Regions from separate parts of the Mus musculus genome. Here region 2 is linked to region 1. A link is a contact called in public HiChIP or PLAC-seq data. All regions are on one chromosome and are shown on one strand. Each heading gives the region's core, a stretch centred on a gene start, on an enhancer-like site or on the middle of the called end of the contact. The rest is flanking DNA. Distances are from core to core; before and after follow the strand shown. Region 1 overlaps Slc5a4b (solute carrier family 5 (neutral amino acid transporters, system A), member 4b). Region 2 has its middle 8.3 kb from the start of Slc5a4a.

Evidence for each region. HiChIP or PLAC-seq counts read pairs in DNA pulled down with a chosen protein or histone mark.
Region 2: a contact with region 1 is called in an H3K4me3 HiChIP or PLAC-seq map of intestinal villus epithelium, with 5 read pairs. The contact joins two enhancer-like sites. A contact is called at or near these places in 2 of 39 promoter capture datasets (embryonic stem cells and liver), 1 of 15 datasets of contacts at CTCF or cohesin (the NIH/3T3 cell line), 3 of 484 Hi-C or Micro-C datasets (forebrain, morula and nephron progenitors), 2 of 115 datasets of contacts at active chromatin or transcription factors (embryonic stem cells and intestinal villus epithelium) and 1 of 9 other capture datasets (adipose tissue).

What each region holds. Positions count from the first base shown.
Region 1 is chr10:76,062,707-76,069,217 of GRCm38.p6, reverse strand. It overlaps Slc5a4b (solute carrier family 5 (neutral amino acid transporters, system A), member 4b), which reads left to right. Exons shown (of 15, transcript NM_023219.2): 12 at 5,096-5,264. Among named protein-coding and RNA genes, the nearest start is that of Gm16222, 13 kb to the left of the region's middle. Within about 2 kb of position 1,362, at least 31 of the 459 cell types and tissues checked have an H3K27ac peak or open chromatin away from gene starts, as enhancers often do. A contact at or near this core is called in intestinal villus epithelium, where this site is marked.
Region 2 is chr10:76,136,050-76,142,292 of GRCm38.p6, reverse strand. It overlaps the pseudogene Gm19217. Among named protein-coding and RNA genes, the nearest start is that of Slc5a4a, 8.3 kb to the left of the region's middle. Within about 2 kb of position 4,127, at least 2 of the 459 cell types and tissues checked have an H3K27ac peak or open chromatin away from gene starts, as enhancers often do. A contact at or near this core is called in intestinal villus epithelium, where this site is marked.

The DNA of each region.
Region 1 (6,511 bases), core at 113-2,612:
TAAGAGCACCAACTGCTTTTCCGAAGGTCCTAAGTTCAAATCCCAGCAACCACATGGTGGCTCACAACCATCCATAATGAGGTCTGACACCCTTTTCTGGAGTGTCTGAAGGCAGCTACAATGTACTTACATGTAATAAATAAATAAATCTTTAAAGAAATATATGATAACCAGAATAACACAGTGGGATTTCTAATTCTTCCATGGCCAGTCATGTTGCATTGTTCTGGGATAGTTTATTCATTTAATCACTGTATATATGGATATAGGTATGTGTGTATGCATATATGTGTGTATTTCTACTTATATAGTATATATTTATACATATATATGTATATATATTATAGGAATATATTAGAATTTACTGTTCATGGGCATCTGACTGCAGTATTTCTGTCTGTTGGCTTGTATGAACATGAAATTCTATCAGGGAGGTTGGGAGATTGGGATGTGTATGCATTTCATTTTAATTAATATTAGAGAATATTCATTAGTCTCAATTTAAAAGAAATATGAAAAGCGATTTTGAAAGAAGAGACAATATGACTTTTGCAAAAATTAATGGTAAGAATAACTCTGAATGAACTGATGAAATAGCAGGCGTGTCATTTCTCCCTTACACTGTATAGCCATGTGGGTCTCCCGTGGTGAAAGCAGATCTCTCCATCTGCGTGGGCTGGCGGGTGAGCCTTGTTCTGAAGCCATTAGGAAACTGGAATCTCTCATTCTCCACAGATTGCACACTGAGCAAACTGGGTGTTGGTGCTCAGTTCGTCCAAGGTGGAGACACTCTCCGTCTGGCACATGAGTGCAGTGTCTATGGAGAGCAACGTTGGAAGAGCTTTAACAAGTTTACATTCACATTGGCTGCAGGGGGAATGGAGTGTGTGTCTAATGGAGTGTGTGTCTAATGGACTGTGTGTATTGTGCTTTTGCAGCAAGAGCAACAATAAGTAACACATTAACCACCTGGCATACAAACTCTAAAATGCCCCTAGTTCCAGGTCTTGACTCTTTACAATTGAAGTGTGTGTGTGTGTGTGTGTGTGAGAGAGAGAGAGAGAGAGAAAGAGAGAGAGACAGAGACAGAGACAGAGAGACAGAGACAGAGAGAGACTTCCGGCCTGGAGAGGGTGGAGATAGGGTACAGAGTAGGACTCTGGCATGGCTTTAAAGTCTGAGTGTCTCCGGACATTCTAGCTCTTTAACTATACGGAAGTGCTGAAGATAACTTCTGGAAAGCCCTCAAAACAAAACAAAACAAAACAAAACAAAAAAACCTTTCTTGCTCTTTCAAAGGGTAAACCGCTGCTGGCCTGGGCGATTAACACCTGTAGCCTAACAGCTGAGGATTAAGCAATGCAGCCTTTGTTCTGTCTCAGCAGGAACTAGCTGCTCTAGCTTTCAGCCTGCTAGTCAGAAGGCACAGGAAGGAAAAGGAACAGTTTGAAAAGTGATTATAGTGTTTTCTACTAAGTTGTAAAATGCTTTCTATGAAAGCTATCTAAGAAAACGGGAAAGCAGAAAGATCCTAAGGAAGACCAGGGAAAAATTCTTTTTCTTGTCTCTTTTTTTTCTCAGTACTTATACATCTTTCAGAATACACGATCACATGTTACAAAGTTCATCACAAGTTCACACAAAAAGTCAAATCATAAATTGAAATAGAAGTTTACAACAGCGAATGTGTGCATGCATATTCATTAGGAGTAATTATCTGGCTAAACATCCATCACCTGTCAGAGCTCCACAGGTTCACTGGAGGTTTAAAACCATAACTAAATTGTTAGTGAAGTTTTGTCTAGATAAGCCCAGTCAATATTTTATCTTTTCTCTAGTTGCATATGTAGCAGAGGATGGCCTAGTTGGCCATCAATGGGATTAGAGGCCCTTGGTCTTGCGAAAATTATATACCCCAGTACAGGGGAATGCCAGGGCCAGGAAGCGGGAGTGGGTGGGTTGGGGAGCACGGCCAGGGGAGGGTATAGGAGACTTTTGGGGTAGCATTTAAAATGTAAATGAAGAAAATATCTAATAAAAAAAGAAAGAAAATATGAAAGTAGAAAAATAGTAATAAATGAAACTTTAAACTAAAAAAAAAACATTATCTTTTGTCCTGCACCTATAGTAAATCATTAGTTCCCTTTTTATGACCTTTGGTTAATTCTTTTACAACCTCTTAGAATGAATGTGCTCTGAGTAGGAGAAAGTCTGGTTACTAAGAGCAATTAACTGGTGGGAAACTGACAGAGTTCTCATTGCAGCTTCGACTATCAGAAAAGGATCTAATAGCAGTCCCATTGTAAAAGAGCTTAATAATCACTAATTTTAGGAATTCTTTGTTTTGGGGGGGTTGTTTTGTTTTGTTTAGAGACAGGGTTTCTCTGTGTAGCCCTGGCTGTCCTGGAACTCACTTTGTAGACCAGGCTGGCCTCGAACTCAGAAATCTGCCTGCCTCTGCTTCCCAAGTGCTGGAATTAAAGGCATGTGCCACCACCGCCTGGCTAATTTTAGGAATTCTTATAGGATCATCATTAAGATTTAAGAAGCCAGAAAAAAAAAAAAAGACTTAAGAAGTCATCTATTTGTCTACATAGCATCACTACAAGATAGTACATTTTTGTGGCTCTGCAGAGATCTGCTCAAAAGGGTGGGATAATACCTACTGATTGTTATATATGTTTAATAACAGGGAAAGCATATTAATAGCAGGAATCTTTCCTAAAATGATTTTCTCGAGGGCCTGGCCCATCGGAGCTTCGTTGTAGGTATAAGCCAAAGTAAAGCCGTCTCAGGAAGATCACCTGCTAATTACTAGCTTGTCCTACGATGGCTCCTGACAACAGACAGAGACAGAGAAATAAGGCCTGAGTTTCTTGGTGACCCAGACTTCATGGGGGCTCAGGAAGGAATAGTTCCAGTAAAAACTCATGTTGGGGAACCCTGGTGTTAAGTCCAAGGTCTCCCATGACCGAATGGCTCTCTGAGCTTGGTGCAAAAAGGACTCCCTTTCTCAGTGGGACTTCCTTCTCTCTGCCTGACTTTCTTTGGAGAGCGTCCCTGAACACAGGTGCCTGGCCCTATCTAAAGAATGACAAAGTTGTGCTGAGCTGCATAACTCAGCACACAGTTCTGCTCTGGCTTCCCACAGCATGGTAATTAGGTGATGTATTATTATGGCCAATTAGCTCTCTCCACCCATACCCCTAGAAGCCCTTATATATCCTATTCCTGGAAGAGTAGGTTTGTCTCACTGCATTGGTCTTCGGGTCCATCTGATCCACCATGCACACCCCCACTGCTTCCGTTGTCCTTGCTGGCCTACCAGTGGCCAACAACCCCTGGGGAGAAGAGAGACTCCACAAACTCATAGGCACAAGTCCTGTTAACATTTCAGCGATTATGTTAACAAGTTTTCAACCTATGTTGCCTAAAGCCAACAATTTCTCATAACAAAGATACAAGAAAAACAACTTTTTTTAAAAATTTCTCAGTGAGATTTATGATTTTGGGTGGAAAAAATCATGTAGCCACAAGTTCTGGGAATAAACTCAGAACAGGATAAAAAGTTATATCAACGTATATAGGTACCTAAAGTGGTTTGAAGTAGGTGTAGTGTGGAGTCCCTTGGCTTTCTGCGGAAAAACAGTAAGGAATCTATTCTTCTGCTAGGATCAGCATTCGTGAGTCTACGTTTGTATTTAATAGTCAAATCATTCTCCTATCTCCCTATTTGTTATCCTCCTGCTTGCCTTGAGCTTCACGTGACCCACTAGTACGGTGATCCCCAGATAGACAACTAGCATCTGTCTTCTGCTTGACATCTGCTTGTACCGAGTAAATGAACGGGATGTAGTGTTACAGTCAACAAGACAGTCATATTAGCGCAGAGGCGCTTGTGAGAGACAACACCTGCTGAGTGGAATAGCCACGAGGAGAGAAGCAGGCTTGGTTACCTACAACAGGAAATTTGATTGTGTTGAACACGGGACAGAGGCACTGAGGCAGAAGGAGAGGCGGAGGGTGTGACTTATTTTTCAATGATAACAGCATGAGGTGGGGATGGGTGGTCAAACCTTTAGGCATCACACTGAGACTGTCTGTCCGGTTTTCCCAATAGTTGTAAGATTAGAGCAGTTCATAAGGCTGGGACATTTGTCCCTCTGTCCTTTGACAGACTCTGGGTGACACATCCACACCCTCCCCCCCACTGCTACCACATTCTGCTCAGGCGATCACGCAGATTAGTAAATTGCTTGTTCACAATCTTATAAGACGCTGGGTTCTAAAAAGCAACTCATCTCCCATGGACCATAGCTACCTCTGATATGTTTTTTGTTCTTTGGTTTGTTTGTTTTGTTTTGTTTTGACCTCCAAACAGTATTTTAACGAATTTATTTTAGCTGTTGAAATACTCGAGTTAGGAAGTATACATTCCCGTTTCTTACCCCAACACACAACATCTGAGATGTTTGACATTTCCGTTCTAGACTCTGTAAACAGACTCAGTCTCCCTCACTCTGGGAAAAAGGAAAAAGAAGAATCTGCCTTATTTATCATATACATTATTAGCGATGGATAGACGTGGTTTCAGGTTTGTTTCTAATTCATGTGTACCTTGAAAAGTACTAGTCGGTTGCTACAATTTGAGTTGATTTCATGAATACACAGCAAATCTCATGAATAAAAAAAGAAATTACAACTAATTTTTTAAAGAAGTTCATTTGTTGACTTTTTTTTTTAAAAAAAGATTTTTATTTATTTGTTATATATAAGTACACTGTAGCTGTCTTCAGACACTCCAGAAGAGGGAGTCAGATCTTGTTACAGATGGTTGTGAGCCACTATGTGGTTGCTGGGATTTGAGCTCAGTACCTTCGCAAGAGCAGTCAGTGCTCTTAACCGCTGAGCCATATCTCCAGCCCCGACTTTTTTAACTACCTGATATTCTTTAGGCACGGCATGGGCCCAGCAAGGTCAAGCAGTTTGACTTTCCCTGGAAATCTAATGGAAGAACGGGAGGTTCCTGTCAGGAATGAAGGAGCCGGGCATACTGCTTTTGTTTAATCTTTAAATCACGGTGTTTTTCTGGCAGGATATTTGGCATGGTCCTAATCGCCGTCAGCATCCTGTGGGTCCCACTGGTCCAGGTGTCACAGAATGGACAGCTCTTCCACTATATTGGCTCAGTTTCTAGCTACCTTGGGCCTCCCCTTGGTGCAGTCTTCATGCTTGCTATCTTCTTCAAAAGGGTCAATGAGCAGGTAAGGGAAACTTGAGGAGTACACGTGCGAGAATGAGGGGGAATTAGAACAATAAAGGAATCCTGTCCAATCTACGTCTGTAACTTCAGGCCCATTTCAACTTTACTTGTGGTAAGCCACAGTTTATAATCCTCACGAAAGTACCTGACCATGGATGGAACACACAATCATATTAAACTCTTAACAGTTTTCACAAACTATGTACATTCATTGTAAAGTATTAAAAAAAAAAACACGTATTTTCAAAACAGGACTCAAATATCCAGCCATAGTTCTACCATATAATAATACTGACATCAAGTAAATCAAGCAAGTCTGTAATATAGAAACAGCCATGTACTTACCGTATTTAAATGCTGAGAGTGGAAATGGAAGATATGTAAAATGTTTACCAGGAAAAAAAGTCTACTGGGCAGTCGTGGCACACGCCTTTAATCCCAGCACTTGGGAGGCAGAGGCAGGCAGATTTCTGAGTTCAAGGCCAGCCTGGTCTACAGAGTGAGTTCCAGGACAGCCAGGGCTACACAGGGAAGCCCTGTCTCAAAAAACAAAAAAACAAAAAACAAAAAACAAAAGAGAGAGAGAGGGGGGGAGAGAGAGAGAGGGAGAGAGAGAGAGGGAGAGAGAGAAACAAAAACAAAAAACAAAAGAAAGAGAGAGAGAGAGAGAGAGAGAGAGAAAGAAAGAAAGAAAGAAAGAAAGAAAGAAAGAAAGAAAGACAGACAGACAGAAATGGAGACGCTGATGCCTGTTCTGTCTGCCATGTCTTAGTAAATGGGGCATTGAAATTCAGATGTAGTCTCCCACAGTCTAAAGCTCTTATTTCTGATGCCCATGCTGTGCCAGTTCCAGAGAGCAGAACTGAGAGTACGTGTTTCAAAAACCATAGATCTCTAGAATATAGAAAAGCTTTGACTTGTCAAGCTTACCTCCTATCAACCCTGAAAATCGGGGAAGTCATAGTTCTCCTTGTTTGGCAAAATAAATAGCAGGTGTTTGCATCTATAGACTGAGATTTAGTCAGAGTAGACCACAGAGTTCTGGGGTTCAAAACATCAAAATGTGATATCTAAGATATGGAAATTAAATAATTTCAATCATTCTGTAATGTGTACATCATAATATAAGCTAGTCTTACCCATAAGTGTATACAAATAGCATTGATCAATAATGAATAAAGTAGAAAGAAATGCACGGTGTATACCTGGAGGGATGGCTCAAAAGTTACGGGCACTTACTGCTCCTGT
Region 2 (6,243 bases), core at 2,878-5,377, 70 kb before region 1:
CATCTCGCCAGTCTGATACTTTTCCTTCTATCTACAGAAAAGTGTAGCTCTTGCCCCTCCTCAGATAAGTTTCTTTTTGCAGCACTACAAAGTTCATTCCAGAACATCAGAACTGGTCAAACTGTAGAGATGAACGGAGCATGGAGGGCCTGTTCCCAATCAATACATTTACATCATGGCCCCTGCATTTAAGGCTCAGGGAACGTCATGGAGAGGGAGGATGGTAGTAACATGGTAAGAACCGGAAGACCGGGGCATTCGCTGGGAGAGAGTCTCTTCTTTAGAAGACAGACAGACATGAAATTGTGAGAGAAACATTGAATGTGGAACTAGTTTCACATGGTTTTTATAGTTTTACAGAACAAAGAAAATCATACATTGAGATGGTTAGCATTCCTTCTAGGTTTTGCCGAAGAGTTAACTGGCAATAGCAAGGTAGGCCTGACTTTCTATAAATGGGATTGTTTGCCACCCCCCCCCCCACCGCCACTCTCTTCTCTCTGGCCCTTTTCTTCCTTCTTCCTCTCTCCTCTCCCCCCCCCCACTCTCTCCATATGCTCTGGCCTCCTCTCTCTCTCTCTCTCTCTCTCTCTCATTCTCTCTCTCTCTCTCTCTCTCTCTCTCTCTCTCTCTCTCTCTCTCTCTCCCTCCCTCCCTCCCTCCCTCTCTCTCATCTGAAACAGGATAAGGCATCAATAAATCATCAGCAAAGCCAGGAACTGGACACCACTGTTGCTGTGGTATGAATGACTGCAAGCAATGTCACCGCCACTTGCGAGTGTCAGGGGAATCCATGGGAAATATATTTAAATTTGATTATGTGAAACAAACGTTCCGCATGTTAAGAATTCAATAAACAAAATAAAAAGAAGTAAAGACTGGGACAGGGATCATTGACATAGCACAATAGGACTTTAAAAATAGAAGAGAAGACCACCAACCACCTCATGTAAACATGCAGCAAGGAGGGAACAGTTAAGACAACAGGAACAGGTTCTTAAAACCACTCAGAGAAGAAAGATTCGAACTACAGTATTTTGAAATAGCAGTTCACATACGTCAGTAGCAAACATTGTAAAACTTTTAATACTCATGTTAGGAAGTTGGCATGCAAACAGAACTACTAAGTATTGTTGCAAGGACATTCAATTCCCAAGTAGGGGACTATGGAAAATGCACTTACCCTTCAGTCAGACTTCTTAAAAATATGTCTCGGTGGTACAGCGGGTCACATACAAAAGAGTTTTGTGCAAAGTGTGTTTTCATGGTGGCATTAAAAAAATAAGACATGTTTCTTAACAGTAATCTATGAAAAATAATTAAAGATAAAGCAGAAATCTGTGAAACACAGAACAAGTATTTTTGGGGGGATGGTGTAGAAAGTGCATGATCTTTGTGTCTAAAAGAGGCTGAAAATTAATGAAATACCCAACTATCATCTAACCTAATGTAGACATCATATTTAATAGAGTAACCTCAAATAATGTAAATGGAAGGGTATACAGAGAAGATAGAAAGATAAAAAACAAAGAGAAACAAACCCAGAAGTTAGTTAATTGATAGCAAATCGACTAGCTTGGTCTGGAGGAGAAGGTGTATTAGGGAGAACAGTAAGGAATCAGGGTGAAGAGGGGATTGTGTCAGACACTCAGGCATGACCAATCGAGACTGATCTTTTGAGCACAGTATGTAGAGATGAGTCAGTCTGTAACTGTTATTTTGGCAGCTGGCACTCGGTTTCATGGATAGATAATGGATGGATGGACTGGAGATGAATAAGTGTTGAGCATGTATAAATTAAATATTTAGTTTTATACATATGTATATTTAAATCCTGGAAGCTGCATTTAGTGGGATTAAAAACAAATATAACCCATAAAAGGCCACATAGCCAAACATATACAGTGTTCTTACATTAAAATAAGGTAAGCAAGATAGATAGTACCTTCTTCAAGAGCACCACCATCAACAACAACTACTACTACTACTACTTCTTCTTTTTCCTCTTCTTCTGCATCCAAGTCCATCCGCTCCTCTGTGTTGTTCCAAAGACTCCAGCACAGGTGGTACAGCTAAACAGAGACAACGCACAAGTTCATTAGTGATGGGGATACATTTACAATGATCCAATGATGCCTCATTTAACACACAGTTTTAAAAAACGTTAACTGTGCCAGGGCAGGATAGGTTAAAAGGAGAGGTCACCTACAAATTCACACATCAAACCACACCCAGCATTTTGAATCATTTATGTTTTTAACTTCTTCAGTGTTTGTTCACAATTCCAAGTAGTATCTTTAGACTCCCACTTCTGGGTTTGTGATATCAGGAATGGCGCAAACTCAGCTGTCCTGCACAGGACGTGGCTACATTTGCTGTTTTAGCGTGCGTTTGTCAGGGCTACAGCACGGTTACTTTCATTTGGTCTAAGTCGTTACTTTTATTCTTTAAAAATATTTTATTGGTTGGGCATAGACATTTATGTCTTTGATCCCAGGAACTGGAAGGCAGAGGCAGGTGGATTTCTGTGAGTTTGAGGTCAGCATGGTTTACACAGTGAATTTCAGGACTTCAAAGGTTATGTAGAGACACTGTCTTAGAAACAAACAAAAGAAAGAAAACAGAGATTTTATTGTGTTTTATTTCCGGATTTGTCATACTTAAATAGTATCTTAGTTATGGTTTTACTGCTGTGAACAGACACCATGACCAAGGCAAGTCTTTTAAGGACAACATTTAATTGGAGCTGGCTTACCGGTTCAGAGGTTCAGTCCATTATCATCAAGGTAGGAATATGGCAGCATCCAGGCAGGCATGGTGCAGGAGGAGCTGAGAGTTCTACATCTTCATCTGAAGGCTGCTAGTGCAAGACTGGCTTCCAGGCAGCTAGGATGAGGGTCTTAAAGCCCACAGTGACAAACCTACTCCAACAGGGCCACACCTTCTAATACTGCCACTCCCTGGGCCGAGCATATGTAAACCATCATAGTATCTGTGAGCTGTTCTTGATTTCCACCCTTCCACATGCCTTTCCTACCTCACCTGCAAACTTCTACCAACTTAGGAGTTTTCAATTTTAAACTGAATTTGTTATCATTTTGATTACCATCATTTCAGACTTTCATGCTTAATCAGGTTATTGATTGATACCAGCACTAGGGAGAGAAAGGCAGGAAGAATCTGTGAAGTCAAGGTTAGCCTAATCTTTATAGTGTGTTCAAAGCTATCTAGGGATAAACAGTGAAATATTATATCTAATTATTTTTAAACCTAAAGTAGATAACACATATAGTATTATTTTTGACCACAGATGCAAATCACAGGATTAGACATAATAAATAAAGGCTAACTTTGGGTCATTCTAATGAAATTACTTTGAATACCAAAGGGTTTTTAAATTTATAATGATAATGTCAAATGTACAAAATTTGATTCATAATTTTTTTTCTACCAGTTTGGGGAAATTTAGCTTTCTTGTTTGTTCTTGACATAAAAATTAGGTATTTTATGTTATCTCTAAGATTTTTTTATCATACAATATAAACACTTAAAAAAAACATTTCTTGGGCTGGAGAGATGGCTCAGCAGTTAAGAGCACTGACTGCTTTTCCAGAGGTCCTGAGTTAATTCCCAGCAAGCACAGGGTAGCTCACGACCATCTGTAATGAGATCTAACACCCTCTTCTTTCTGGTATGTCAGAAGATAGCTTGTTTAGGCAGGTTACAAGATCATAGTTAATTTCCTCTAGTAATCTGAGAGTGACCCAGTATTTCATCCCATTGGGGGATGAAACCCTTGGCTTCCTGAAGACTTTGAGAATTGGAGAGCTAGAATCCTGACAGGTGATGTTGCTGAAAAATCTTTATGAGCAAAGATGATGGACTTGAATCATTGTGAGAGCTTCACACTTGAGTTCCTTCCATGCATCAGTAATGGTTCCAGGGTAGGATGACGTTCACACAACGTTGAGTTTGTGGATTGTATTCCTTTTATCCTGAATACATTTGTGTGTATCAGTGAGGAGAGTCAGTAGAACTCTGTTAGTCAAGGTCCCAGACTACCCAGTCACTTCTGGGCTCTGTACCTTGCTCCATTTGTGTTCTTTGGAGCAATAATCACTTCCTGGAATTCTAAAACTCTGACCTTCACAGATGCACCTTATTATCTATAGAGAAAAACTACAGTGAGTTCCAAAGTGCTGGGCAATTGTGCTTGCTTTATTGATAAATGATAAGATCCACAGAAATGCCTGAGAAATGGTGTATGCTGAGATATAAAGCACGTGGACTGAGAGATGTTAGTCTAAAGAAGCCAGGGTAAAAGTTAACATCTAGTCTTCTGGGTCTACACATGTATAGCATTACAACTTCTTCTTTAGCTAGAAAATCATTGCAATGTTAACTGAGTGTCTTAGTCAGGGTTTCTATTCCTGCACAAACATCATGACCAAGAAGCAAGTTGGGGAGGAAAGGGTTTATTCACCTTACACTTCCACATTGCTGTTCATCACCAAAGGAAGTCAGGACTGGAACTCAAGCAGGTCAGGAAGCAGGAGCTGATGCAGAGGCCATGGAAGGATGTGACTTACTGGCTTGCTTCCCTTGGCTTGCTCAGCTTGCTCTCTTATAGAACCTAAGACTACCAGCCCAGTGATGGCACCATCCTCAAGGGACCCTCCCCCCTTGATCACTAATTGAAAAAATGCCTTACAGCTGGATCTCATGGAGGCATTTCCTCAAGGGAGGCTTTATCTGTGATAACTCCAGCTCGTGTCAAGTTGACATAACCAGACATTCACCCTTGGCAGTATTCTTCTAACAGAAATTAGCTCCTCTCTGCAATCTCCAGACCCAGCCAGCAGGTGACTGGGTGACTGTGACTGATTCTCAAGGATTATCTGATGAGTAGGACTGCATTAATGGAAGGATTGCCAGAGGGTCTTCCCCAATGTGTTCCTCATGGCCCGTGTATCCCTCTAGACATGCTATGGATGGTTACTTACCATCAGGCATCAACTCCAGCACCAGGGTGGGGTAGGCATTGTTGGTGCAGCCGACCGCAGTGCCACACTGTTTCTCACACTCAGAAGGTACAATGCAGGCCACCTTATCTGAGGAGAGACACAGTTCATTGAGCAGGACTCAACTAGGTACAATCTGCAAGTGGGGAACAGAGAGAAGAAGCAAGATCATAGATGGAAGAAGATGTATTTGTCTAGAAATTGGTTGCTGAACTTTGAATTTGACAGCATGGGTCTAGTTACTCCTTACTCAAAACAGAACCTTCTACAGTGTCTCAGACCAGTAGCTCCCCTGGCACTGGCCTATGGGGGCAGGGATCCCTTTTGGATGTGGTCTAGCAACAGAGTAGACAACAGAAAATGATCCCATCTCAGATAAGTGACAGGAGACTTAGGCACCCAGGCACAGTGAATTCAAATATAAGTAGCAGCTCCTCCCCTGAGAAAGTGAAGTCCTATGTCCAGACATGCTTACCCATTTATAAGCATCTAAAAGTATCACTCATAAGGATCAGCTGGGTGATAATTCAGTAAGTGATGGATATTTTCCACTTGAATAGTTGTATAATATCACAATGAAATTTTAATGTGGAACATATTATAATGGTTGTTTTTAAAAGCTGGTTAAGAATCACCTAGACCAGGTTGGAGAGATGGCTCAGAGATTAAAAGTACTGGTTATTCTTCCAGAGGTCTTGAGTTCAATTCCCAACAACCACATAGTGGCACATAACCATCTATAAAAAGATCTGGTGCCCTCTTCTGGCCTGTAGGCATACATACGAGCAGAAGGTTGTATACATAAAAAATAAATCTTACTTTGACCTTAGTACAAGGAGATAGAAATGGATCAATTTGCATTCTTCTACATGATAACCGCCAGTTGTGCCAGCACCATTTGTTGAAAATGCTGTCTTTTTTCCACTCCTGGGCATATATCCAGAAGATGTCCCAACCGGTAAGAAGAACACATGCTCCACTATGTTCATAGCAGCCTTGTTTATAATAGCCAGAAGCTGGAAAGAACCCAGATGCCCCTCAACAGAGGAATGGATACAGAAAATGTGGTACATTTACACAATGGAATACTACTCAGCTATTAAAAAAAATGAATTTATGAAATTCCTAGGCAAATGGATGGACCTGGAGGGTATCATCCTGAGTGAAGTAACCCAATCACAAAGGAACTCGCACAATATGTACTCACTGATAAGTGGATATT